Regions from separate parts of the Sus scrofa genome. Here region 2 is linked to region 1. A link is a contact called in public promoter capture Hi-C data. All regions are on one chromosome and are shown on one strand. Each heading gives the region's core, a stretch centred on a gene start, on an enhancer-like site or on the middle of the called end of the contact. The rest is flanking DNA. Distances are from core to core; before and after follow the strand shown. Region 1 holds the start of SDF2L1 (stromal cell-derived factor 2-like protein 1). Region 2 holds the start of SERPIND1 (heparin cofactor 2).

Region 1 (6,331 bases), core at 454-2,953:
CTGCTTTCAGCTGGGGTCCAGTCTATGGCTGGAACTTGCCACATGGCCTCTCCCCTTCCAGCATCTCTCTCCGTGTTGCCCCTGGCCATCCAGTGGTCCCTCTGGCCTGGGACCAGCAGGAACAGTGGCTGGCTTCCTAGAGGGAAGAAGCCAGACTGCTGGAACTTCCCAAACAGCATTTCTGCAGCATTCTCATGGTCAAAGACACTTGTGATGCCTGCCCAGGTTGGGGATGGGGGGAGGGACCCCATACTTTGAGGAGAGGAGCAGCTGGCACTTGCAAGAGTGGGAAGAATTGTTAGCAGACTTGATTGGAAACAAACTACCCCCCCCACGCGCCTGTCACTTATTACACCTTGAGTAGGGCCTGGGAATCTGAACCTGGAGACAAACCGTGGCCTCCAGGTGGAGGGTGCTGAGCACCTACCTATGAGGTGAGCTGGGGATGTGGTATACAGGAAAAGGGACATCCAGGAGGAGCCATGAGTCTCCAGAAACTACAAGTGGAGCCACATTGGCTTCCCCAACTCAGTCTTGGGGTCTCTGCTGCTATTGGAACCCTTTCTTTGCCTTCAGGGAGATTACTAACCCTGTTCTTGCCATCCCCTCATTCCCAGTGTAACAGGAAACCATTGGTAGCTTTCAGCAGACACCTGGCATGATCCAATTTATGATTTTTAAGGCACAAACCACTTTCCTGTGTAGAAAATGTCTTGGAGGGGCCTGAGTTATCAGAAGCAGGGAACTCTTCTAGGAGGTGGTGGTAGATGTGGAGGGGTGGGAGGCGCCTTGTATTAGGGTGGTGAGGGTGCTGGGGTTGGGGCAGGAGAGATGCCTCACAGCCTGATTTGGAGTCAGAGCCATCTAGACGGGGTGAATTGAAAGACTTGGAGTGAAGTCAACGTAGGAATGTTCCACAAATGAATAAATAGTGGTGTAAGTTTCTCCCCTTGAAGACTGAGCCCACAGACCTCTGAGAAGGCTATGGGTCTGAAGCCCTGGACGCAAAGTAACCGAGGCTTGGTCCCCAGTTACTTGGTCTCCCTCTGCTCTTGTTTCCTAAGACAGCTTGGTGGTGCTTTCTGGGGACCACCTGCCACTATCCTCTACACCACAGCTCCCTCTGCTGCCCAGCGGCCTAATGACCATGAGATTCTGCCCTGGAAGGGGTCAGTGAGTGGCCAAGGAATTCAGAAACTCCAGGGTCCAGGAACTGAGGTGACCCAATGCAGGAGAAGGGGTAAAGACCAAGCGACTGGGGAACCAGTCCATCCTGGGGTCCAGGGACTGAAGGACCAGGTGACTGAGTTTTTGAGATGTGTCCACTTGTGACCACGTAATCCAGTGGTCGAGCAACATCAAGACCCTGCAGCTGCGGGACTTAGGGCCCAAGGAAGACACCATGATTGAGGTCCTGGGGATCTAGGGCCAAGGACCTTCGTGAAGAGGCGAACCAGGTGTTCTGGGGCCCAGAGGCCACGGGAGGGCCGCCCTCACCTGCAGAGCGAGCCACCAGCTCTCTCCGCTCGGCACCGCCCCAGTCTTCCCTTGATACTCATTGGTGAGTCCTCGGAAGCGTGGACCAATCATAACCCTCCTCGTGTCTCCAACCCCCTCCCCGCCGCGTCTCTCGAAAGCTGGGGGCGGGTCCCTTCCACAAGGACTCAATAACAGTGCAGGCGGAGCGCCGTGCAGGCCGGCGATTGGCTACCGTGGTGGGCTCTGTCAGAGCCCGATTGGCCGGCAGCGGAGACGGAAGCGTCCACGGGCCGAGTTGCCAGAGCCCGGCCGGGGCGATGTGGAGCGCGGGTTGCCGGCGAGCTGCCGGACCGGCGCTGCTGGGGCTGCTGCTAGCGCTCTTGGTGCCGGGCAGCGGTGCCGCCAAGACCGGCTCGGGCCTCGTGACCTGTGGGTCGGTGCTGAAGCTGCTCAACACGCAGCACCGGGTGCGGCTGCATTCGCACGACATCAAATACGGATCCGGTGCGCGGGCTGGGGCTGCGGCATCCGGGCAGTAGCGGCCAGGGGTGGGGGTCTGACAGAGGTGGGGCGGGGGTCTGCCGGCCAGGGGTCTGGGAATCATCAGGGACTGAAGGAGTTGCGGACCAAGGGGCAGAGTCTGGCTGTTTGACGGGGTGGTCGCGATGTCATTCGGGAGCTTCGGACCAGGTGACTTGAGTCCCGCCCGGGCGGGAGGGGCTGAGGGAGCCACTGGGTCCCAGGGTTGAGCTTGTCCGGGAGAAATGATGGTGTCCTTGCCGAGGGTCAGAGTTGTCGCGTTGACGGCAACCCCGGGGGTGGGGTATCTCCCCCTAGGCAGCGGCCAGCAGTCGGTGACCGGCGTGGAGGCGTCCGACGACGCCAACAGCTACTGGCAAATCCGCGGCGGCTCGGAGGGCGGGTGTCCGCGCGGGTCTCCGGTGCGCTGCGGGCAGACGGTTCGGCTGACTCACGTGCTCACCGGCAAGAACCTGCACACGCACCACTTCCCTTCGCCGCTGTCCAACAACCAGGTGAGCCCCTGGAGTATATGTGAGGGGCCGGGCGCCGGCTCTGAGCCTCGACTTCCTCTGTGGAACGGGAATTTCAAATCAGAAGTGTTTGTTGAGCGCCCCCTCTGGGGACACCGAGGTGACTGCATGCGTCAGGGTCCTGTCCCCTGGAGCTCTCTGCCCAGGCAGAAAGAGCCATCTAGCTAGACAGTGCCATCCCTGAGGGGCAATCCGACAGCGGAGGAGGAGAATCCACTATGGCCACTGGAGTGAGGAATGGAAACCCTCCAGGGGAGGGGGAACTCAGGCTGGGCCTGGAAGGAGGAGGAGCCCCCCAGGCCACAGAGAGGAGAGTGTCTCTGAGGCCTAAGGAAGAGCTTGCATGTGGAGTTCATTGGAACTGGGTGGGAGGTGGGGCTGGAACAGAGGATGCTTTTGGACGGTTATCAGAAGAGAAAGTAGATTAATAGAACCTTAATCTTAAGCCCAGCCTGAGGTGTGGGCTTTATGCTGAGTGAGGGTCAGAGGGATTAGAACAGGAGGAACATGGAGGAGCGAGGAGAAGGTCTTGGCCCTGTGGGGGCCTGTGGTCGCTGCCCAGATGAGGTGGGATGTGCTGGTGTTTGAAAAATTTACGGAGGTGGGGGGTGGGGGGCTTCTGAGTGCTGGGGGTAGGAGTTGTGTTGTCCTATTTTGCAGCTGTGGAAACTGAGGCTCAGAGAGTTGCAAGGCAGGCCCCTGGGTGTGAGCGCAGTGCTAGACAAGTGTCTACAGGAGTCTCAGAGTGCCCTTCATAATGACTACTGTCCTCCCATCCTGCCCCACCCGCACCCACAGGAGGTGAGCGCCTTTGGGGAGGATGGCGAGGGTGATGACCTGGACCTGTGGACAGTGCGCTGCTCAGGGCAGCACTGGGAGCGGGAGGCTGCAGTGCGCTTCCAGCACGTGGGCACCTCTGTGTTCCTTTCGGTCACCGGTGAGCAATACGGGAGTCCCATCCGTGGGCAACACGAGGTGCACGGCATGCCCAGCGCCAACACTCACAATAGGTGGAAGGCCATGGAAGGCATCTTCATCAAGCCCAGCATGGACCCCTCTGCAGGTCATGATGAACTCTGAGTGCTCTGGATGGGTGGATGGAGGGCAGAAGGATGGGTTGACTGCAGACCCACTCTTGGGGGAAACTTTGGGTTTGTAGGGATTCTTAAGTGCCTTTATGATTAAAGAATGTTGGTCTATGGTTGTATTTTGCTGTGAGTCTAGGGGTGCCCAGCAAGCGCCAGCCCTCCCTGGCCTGGTTCAGCATCTCTTCCTCAGTGCAAAACCTCTATCTCCATAACAGTTGGCAGCTGAACCTGTCCAAACCTCTCTGATGCTCTTCTGTACACTCCCAACACTGCTCTGGGCCATCACAGCCCCTGCTCTACCCTCAGATGGTCCAGTGGCAAGTGACCCCAGCTCCCAGGCCCTGAGCTTTACAAACCTTCCTGATAAGGGTGGGGGCCAGGGCTGGGGTCAGGGGGAAAGCAGGAGCCCCACTCTCTGCCAGCTGGGATGGGCACAAGTTCTCCAGCCCCCTCATCCTTTGAGGTGCTCCCCCTCCTCTTGGCGCCTCTTGCAGTTGCTGCAATCTCACACGTCTTTGACCAAGAACCGGGTCAGGACTCTGCCTATCTGCTGGAAATTTGCATCACAGTTTCCCTCACTCTTGGTGCAAATAGCACTCCACACACCAAGCCAGCCCTGGAATGTAGCATCTCAGGCTCCACTACAACCCTTCAAAGTCCTGAGGCCATAGAGAAATTTCAAAAGATATCACAAGGGAAGTAACCACAGAGAACTGCCACCCTGAAGCCACTAACAAGTCTTCCTGGAAGACAAGACACAGTTTTTTCTTTTTTTTGGCCACACCTTCAGCATGAAGAAGTTCCTGAGCCAGGGATTAAACCAGTGGCATAACACTGACCCAAGCCACAGCAGTGGCAACACCAGGTACTTTTTTTTTTTTTTTTTTTTTTTTTTTTTAACATTTTTAGGGCCACACCCGAGGCCTATGGAGATTCCCAGGCTAGGAGTTGAATAGGAGCTTTAGCCGCTGGCCTACACTACAGCCACAGCAATACAAGATCCGAGCCACGTCTGCAACCTACACCACAGCTCATGGCAATGCTGGATTCTTAACCTACTGAACAAGGCCAGGGATCCAACGTGTGTCCTCAAGGATGCTAGTCAGATTCGCTTCCACTGAGCCACAACGGGAACTCCAGCACCAGATCCTTAACCGGTTAGGCCACCAGGGAACTTGGAAGAGGCACGATTTGAGCCAGCAAAACTTTGCAACTTAAGAAAAGGAACAATAAATAAATAGTGTTCTGATATACGAAGGTAACAGTAGTTTTTCTGGTGTGTGGGTGCCCTCTAGAGGTGATAGTGGAGATTACATCCCTAGAGGCTTTGGGGAGCTGCTGGAGGTGGAGGATGCGACTTTGCAGGATGAGAATAATAGAGCCCAAGGAGAGGATGGGGGTGGCAGCTGGTTGGAAGGGGCTTGGAGGAGGGTGGGCAGAGCACCTCACTTTTGAGAACTCATTGACCTTAGTGGGTGAGAGAAAAGCTCTAGTCAATGTGAGACCTGAGGGGAGGAGGGTCACGGTTAGGTCCTTTGCTCCCCCTGCCCTCTCCCCTATGAGCTCTTGCTCTGCTCAAGCCTTTTTTTTTTTTTTTTTCTTTTTTTGGCTATGCCTGTGGCATATGGAAGTTCCTAGGTTAGGGGCTGAATCGGAGCTGCAGCCACCAAACTACACTGCAGTCATAGAAACACTGGAGCCAAGCTGCATCAGCAAACTATACCACAGCTCATGGCAACATTGGATCCTTAACCCAATGAACCAGGCCAGAGATTGAACTCACATCCTCATGGATAATAGTCAGGTTCTTTACCACTGAGCCACAAGGGGAACTCCTGCTCAAACCTCTTGAATAGTGTCTACAAGTCTAGATTTCTCTACCATCACTCATATGACCTGAGACAGGAGTGCAAGCAGGTTGTTGGTAGGTGATCCCACAAAACACTGAGGCGGAGGAATAGGGCTTAGAGGAGCAGGAAGGCAGCCGATGAAGCCTTATTCACACTGGGGAGCTCTAGGACCCCATGGAGAACATACATTAGAGTTCTCTCCACCAAAGGCTAGAAAGTGGGGCACTCATCCAACCAACATATCTTCTCTCATTGTCTGAGGGCTGCTGGGGGTGGGGTGGGGCAGGGATTTACTCTGCAGCACTTCCCAATTGCCCAGTAGTCCTCAGCCAGAGAAGCATCCTTTCTGTAGAGGTGAGTGTCAAGGGAATGGAGGCGGGGCACCAGCAATGTGGACCACATTGCACTCCTCTGGCCCCTCTGGGCTGTAAGAGCCTGCTTCTGCTTCTGTCACCTCACTTTCCAATTACCACACACAGAAAAGTGAGAAGTATTAATTAAGAGCAGAATCCAACAGTGCACAGCATGTAGGAATCCTTGGGAAATCAAGGCTGAAGCTGTGGGAGCAGGTGAGATGGCTGCATGCAGAATGCAGGGCAAGACCAAGAATCAAAACTGCATCAGCAGCAGCCGTGGTGCTCTCATTTATTGAAAACTAAGTGCCAGGCCCTAGGTCAATGATTTGCACAGCATCTTATTTGCTCCTGGCAACACCTGTAAGAAGCACAGTTCAATTCTCTTCTTAATTCTGCAGACGAGGCAACCAAGATTGCTGAAGACTCAAACCCAGCTGCACCTTCCTGCGTAGCATTTACTCTCAGGCTTTGGACGGAGAATAAAAGAGGAAAGGGCCCAGATGCAT
Region 2 (5,922 bases), core at 1,186-3,685, 180 kb before region 1:
TCGGTACTTCTGTGTTTCTCCAGGAGAGTGACAGTAGATGTTTATGCTGTTGTTTAATTGTACAGGATCCCATCACCCCTTCTGATCCCGCTAGAAAGAGTAGAGTGTCTTGTCAAGTTTGTTAGGTCCCAGCATTTACAGGTCAGGATCCGGAGCCTGCCTGTGCTGTGCAGTGGCTACATTGGAACCAGGGCAGAAGAGCACCTCCCCTCCCCATCCCCCATGTGGAGGCTCTGCCTGTCTGCCTGGAGTTCCAGCTCTGTGTCCCCGCCCAGTCCCCTCTATCCACTGCAGCACTGCTAACACAAGTCACCTCACTTGCTCTCCTGGAGAGGGACTCTCACGTGGCTTCTGACTGAAACCTCTGTTGCTTTTCCTACCCCATGCACCCCACACCTCCCCCAGCACATAGCTGAGGCCCCAGTGCTACACGTAGCCTGGGTGCAGGGACAACTTCTATCGAGTGACTGCCATAGAACCCATGGCAGGGTGCTTTAAAAAGTTAGAAAAGGGAATTCCTGTCATGGTTCAGTGGAAATGAATCTGACTAGTAACCGCGAGGATGCAGGTTTGATCCTTGGCCTCGTTCAGTGGGTTAAAGATCCCACATTGTCATGAGCTGTGGTGTAGGTCACACACTTGGCTTCGATCTGGCATTGCTGTGGCTGTGGTGTAGGCCAAGGGCTACGTCTCTGATTCGAACCGTAGCCTGGGAGCCTCCATATGCCGCAGGTATGGCCCTAAAAAGACAAAAAAAAAAAAAAAAATAGAAGGAAGTAAGCAGTTTGGTGGAAGTCTCCTTGCTAGGCTGCACTTGAAAATATTCTTCTGAGGTGAGAATAAGGTTTTAAAAAACCCAGCTGGGGAGTTCCGGTTGTGGCTCAGCGGAAACGAATCTGACTAGCCTCCATGAGGACAAGGGCTTGATCCCTGGCCTCGCTCAGTGGGTTAAGGATCCGGCGTTGCCGTGAGCTATGGTATAGGTCTCAGACGTGGCTTGGATCTGGCTTTGCTGTGGCTCTGGTGTAGGCCAGCAGCTACAGCTCTGATTCAACCCCTAGCCTGGGAACCTCCATGTGCCACAGGTGTGGCCCTAAAAAGCAAAAAAAAAAAAAAAAAAAAAAAAGTGGAATAAATAAGAGTTAAGAAAAAGGAATCTGAGACCGAATAGGGAGGCAGAGGTGAAAACAGTCATATTTTCCCCCATATTCAGATAGTACATGTGGAAGCTTCTTGTACCCTGTTTCTGGCTAAGGTGATGAAAAGCCCAAAATAGGTTTCATTGTTTCATTATTCTCTCATATTTTCTGTGGATAAAAATTAGAAATCAGAAAAGTAAATCTTTTTGTTGCTTTGCCGGTTAGTATAATAAATAGGATACTTTTTTTTTTTTTTTTGTAGTTTTGCTCTTTTTCTTTTTCTTTTTTTTCTTTTTTTGTCTTTTTTTGTCTTTTTGCTATTTCTTTGGGCCACTCCGCGGCATATGGAGGTTCCCAGGCTAGAGGTCTAATCGGAACTGTAGCCACCGGCCTACGCCAGAGCCACAGCAACGCAGGATCCAAACCGTGTCTGCAACCTACACCACAGCTCACGGCAACGCCAGATCATTAACCCACTGAGCAAGGGCAGGGACCGAACCCGCAACCTCATGGTTCCTAGTCAGATTCATTAACCATTGAGCCACGACGGGAACTCCAACAAATAGGATACTTTAAAATTATCACTAGCTTGTGTTTAAATCCAGATTACTGTCTTTGCAGAGAAGCAATCTTTTTTAAAGGTAGATCATTCAAAAAATTGTTTTTCTGGTCATTTCCTGTAGTGCCTTCTCATGCTAGTTGCGTGGAGTGGGGTGGACATCTTAGTCCCACCTCAGAGCGTTTGCCCAGCCATCCACACCTCCGGGCACAGAGCAGGTATAACAGAAGGAGCTGCCTGGGGTTGTGAACACTTTTTATGAAATAACTGCAGATTCACAGGAGAGTTGAAAGCACAGCTTACAGAACAGCCCTGTATCTTTCTGCAGACTCACCAGGTCTCTGTACACACATATGTATATGTGCCTATGTGACACGCACACATTATTTTTCTGAACCATATGAGATGACCCAGAACCCAGATATCCTCCCACTTCACCTGCTTCCCAACTTGCCACTCTAACTAGTGCAGTCCCCTCTTCCAGCCTGTCAGCTCCCCACTGGGCAGATGGAAAACAAGACATTTCCCCACAAAGATAGTGCAGAGAGCATTTGAATGTGTGTATGATGGAGAAACACACCAGTTGCCCATCTCTAACTACCACAAATAAGAATCCGTATTCGACAAAAAATGTTAGAAAACACTCACCTCTGTGCTGCTGAGAAGGGGCTTTGCAGGGACAGAATCGGCCAAGGCCACCAGTGTGAACTTTGGTGCTGGGCTGCTCTTGCATTTTCCAAAGTAAATACGTCCCAGATCAAACAGAGCTCGATCAGCTTCGTCAGCACAAAGCCCTCTCTTCGCCTTTGGGCACCGCTGGGTGACTTGCGGAGGCGTGACCATCTTTGTGGATGCACTCATGGGGCAGCCAGGACATTTCAGCTCTGGGCTGGGTTGCATTGGGGTGGCAGCTCTAATGCTCCCATGCAAGTGGAGACCACTCAGGGTCCCTTGAACCACAAGTTCTTCCTCTAAGCAATCACAGCTCTCGACTTGGAACCTGGCAGATGTCCCCAGCCTCCCATGAGCCCGGCCCTTCAGAGACAGTGGAGGGGAAGTTGCGGTAGAGACCCTGGCCCAGGCCTGCCTGCAGTCAAGGGTCGTTGCATCTCTGTTGGGATGTGCCGCCTAGCTCTCCTGTCTGTCATGTAGTCCTAGGGTCCACTTAGGTATTCCCAGGGGCCAGGGATTGTTTTATTTTTAGTTTGTGTTTTTAAATTGGTGATTTAAACGCTGCTGTAAGAATATTCTGGATGGTCAGAGTTCCTGTTGGGGTGCAGCGGAAATAAATCTGACTAGTAACCATGAGGTTGCAGGTTCAAACCCTGGCCTCACTCAGTGGGTCAAGTATCAGGTGTTGCCATGAGGTGTGGTGTAGGATATTGCGTGGCTGTGGTGTAGGCCAGCAGCTATAGCTCTGATTCAACCCCTAGCCTGGGAACCTCCATACTATGAGTTGAGCCCTAAAAAGTACAAAAAAAAATACATATATCCTGGATTGTCAAGAAGACCCCGTGTCACAGAGTTGCTCCCCACTTCTGTCCCTGAGAGTTTGGCATGTTGTCCCTAGATACCTTCTAATATGACAGGGAGGAGTTCGCTTTGTGGCATAGTCAGTTAAGAATCTGACTGCAGGAGTTCCCGTCGTGGCGCAGTGGTTAACGAATCCAACTAGGAACCATGAGGTTGCGGGTTCAACCCCTGGCCTTGCTCAGTGGGTTAAGGATCCGGTGTTGCTGTGAGCTGTGGTATAGGTTGCAGACGCGGCTTGGATACCCTGTTGCTGTGGCTCTGGCGTAGGCCGGCGGCTACAACTCTGATTCGACCCCTAGCCTGGAAACCGCCATATGCTGAGGGAGCGGCCCAAGAAATGGCAAAAAGACAAAAAGAATCCGACTGCAGTGGCTCAAGTTGCTATGGAGGTGCAGGTTCAATCCCTGGCCGGGGAACTTCTGTATGGCATGGGGAAAAAAAAACAAAATAAAATGAGAGTAGGACTCTGGGGGTCTGCAGGGGGGGCAAGGGGTCTGGAGGATTCTGGTGGGTCAAGGGCAGTTGTGTTCAGGACATGGAAAGTGTGGTTATTTGGGGCTGCTCAGAGGCACTCGGCCTGCATTGCTATCCACTCCTGGCTGGCCAGTGTCCATCTGCCCTGCTGCCCTCCTCCCTGCATGGCGGGCCCGGGCACTGGCCAAGGAGTAGCTTTCTTCAGGCCCACACTCTCCCTCTCGCCCCGGAATGAGGGCGGTGGTCAAACCCGCTATGGAAGGTAGCTGTGAAGATTGACATGACCGTGGATACTAGTTGGGTTCTTAACCCACTGAGCCACAATGGGAACTCCATTGTTTCCTAGATTTCTGTATTGGATATGCATCCAGATTTCTGATCCTATCACCCACTGTTGAAAACACTGAGTTTCACTCCTTGGTAACACTCCTGGCATGTTTGGATCTGACACCTGTCAAAAGTGTGTGGTTTTGGTCTTCCTCTAAAGCTGTACCTTCTGTCACACACAAGTCAGTGTTTTCTCTCCACTTCAAAGGTGTGCCTCAGTTAGGTATGGTTTCCAGCTTTTTATTATGACATTTAAAAATGTACAGAGTAGTTAGAAGAATTGAATGATGGACGTCCATTTCCCAGGCACCTGGATGGAAGGCTAACTGTTGTGACTCTTCTGCTTGTTTCCATGTGCATGGATGCATGCGTGTCTGTGTGTACCCACATGCTAGGGTGGCTCATGAGGTCATGAGGGCGAGTCAGGAGGGTGCGGCAGCGCTGCAGCCCTGGGCACCAGAGCGCGTCTGCAGAGGCTTCACCTGCTGCCACGCTTGGGAGAACCATGGGCCACCCCTTGCCTCTAGGCATCCAGTCTCAGGCAGCTTGCTCCCCGACTTCTTCCATGTGTCCAGGCAAGTTCACTGGCACTTTACCTCTTTTAGTCCCTTTCCTGTATAGGGGGCCAGTTAAGACCCCACACTCTCCTAGGGCCCTTGTCCAGAACCTCCGGCTCCTCTCATCTGCACAGAAATGCTCCTGCCAGGTCCTGATGCACCCAGCTATACCGCCTCTTCATCTCGGAGCTTCAGAGCTCTTCTGTGGCCTTTTCTGATCCTTCTGTCATCCTCCTTTTCTGGGGCCAGGGCAGCTCAGCTGGTGCCATGGCCATGGAGCACTTCCCAGCCTGAGCCTGGGTAGAGGGGCCAGGACGTCTGAGGGTGAGGAGTAGTCCCCAAGTCAAAGGTGGAGTTTTGTTTTGTTTGTTTTGTTTTTTTTTTTTTTGTCTTTTTGCCATTTCTTGGGCCGCTCCCGCAGCATATGGAGGTTCCCAGGCTAGGGGTCTAATCGGAGCTGTAGCTGCCAGCCTACGCCAGAGCTACAGCAACGCGGGATCCTAGCCGCGTCTGCAACCTACACCACAGCTCACGACAAGGCCAGATCCTTAACCCACTGAGCAAGGGCAGGAATTGAACCCGCAACTTCATGGTTCCCAGTCAGATCCGTTAACCCCTGCTCCATGACGGGAACTCCAAAAGGTGGAGGTTTGAGTTGCTTTCTGTCACCTATGCTGGAGCCACTTTGGACTTCCTAGCCCCTGGAGGGGGCCATTCTGGAAGCCTGGCCTTTGGCACCACCACCAGAGTCAGGTCCCTGTGTGGCACCACAGGACCTCTGAGCTACGTGGACTGGAGCACCAGGCAAGGCTGCCGTGGGACCCCGTTGTGCCTGCACCACCACCTGGGACCTCGTCCAGGCCAGCCCCCAGCCCTCTTCCTAGACCTGCTGTCCTTGGCCCCCAGCAGGCCTGGAGCTCCAGGCTTTCTGCCTGAGACACTTCCATCCCCTGCTGTCCGCCCACCCCGCATCCTTTGTACCTGCCCACTGTTCACCCAGTGCCTCTGGTCCCCACTGAGCTCCTTGTGCCTGTGGGTCTGTGGCAGTACTCTGGGATGTGCAGAACAACTTGGGGGTGGGAGGAATGGGGACTCCTGCCAACCCAGCTACCTAGAAGCAGTCATTGCTACTATGTGGCTGGTTTTTCCCCTTCTTTTTCTGTGCATGTATAAACCTATGTCATATGCATACATCTTGCACCTTTTTCAGTTGATATAGGGTCTACCGTGTCACCAAATACATTAAGAAAATATGATATTTAATATACTTTAACTTTTTTAAATGCCCCTTTAAGGTAGACGTATAGTATTTTTCTGTTTATTTTGCTGCTAT

Evidence for each region. Promoter capture Hi-C pulls out the DNA fragments that hold promoters and counts their contacts.
Region 2: a promoter capture Hi-C map of liver shows a contact between it and region 1, with 2.9 times the contacts expected there. The contact joins the promoter of SERPIND1 here to the promoter of SDF2L1 in region 1. A contact is called at or near these places in 3 of 5 promoter capture datasets (fetal liver and liver), 19 of 47 Hi-C or Micro-C datasets (alveolar macrophages, blood, brain and 11 more) and 2 of 2 datasets of contacts at active chromatin or transcription factors (alveolar macrophages and skeletal muscle).

What each region holds. Positions count from the first base shown.
Region 1 is chr14:50,247,008-50,253,338 of Sscrofa11.1, reverse strand. It overlaps SDF2L1 (stromal cell-derived factor 2-like protein 1), which reads left to right and starts at 1,703. Exons shown (of 3, transcript XM_001929542.5): 1 at 1,703-1,983; 2 at 2,317-2,513; 3 at 3,330-3,732. The coding sequence starts at 1,797. The coding sequence ends at 3,611. It overlaps LOC110256815, which reads left to right. Exons shown (of 3, transcript XM_021073687.1): 3 at 1,346-1,426. The coding sequence ends at 1,426.
Region 2 is chr14:50,423,634-50,429,555 of Sscrofa11.1, reverse strand. SERPIND1 (heparin cofactor 2) reads right to left here and starts at 2,435. Exons shown (of 5, transcript XM_001929566.5): 1 at 2,347-2,435. The region is part of intron 19 of PI4KA (phosphatidylinositol 4-kinase alpha); the gene reads left to right.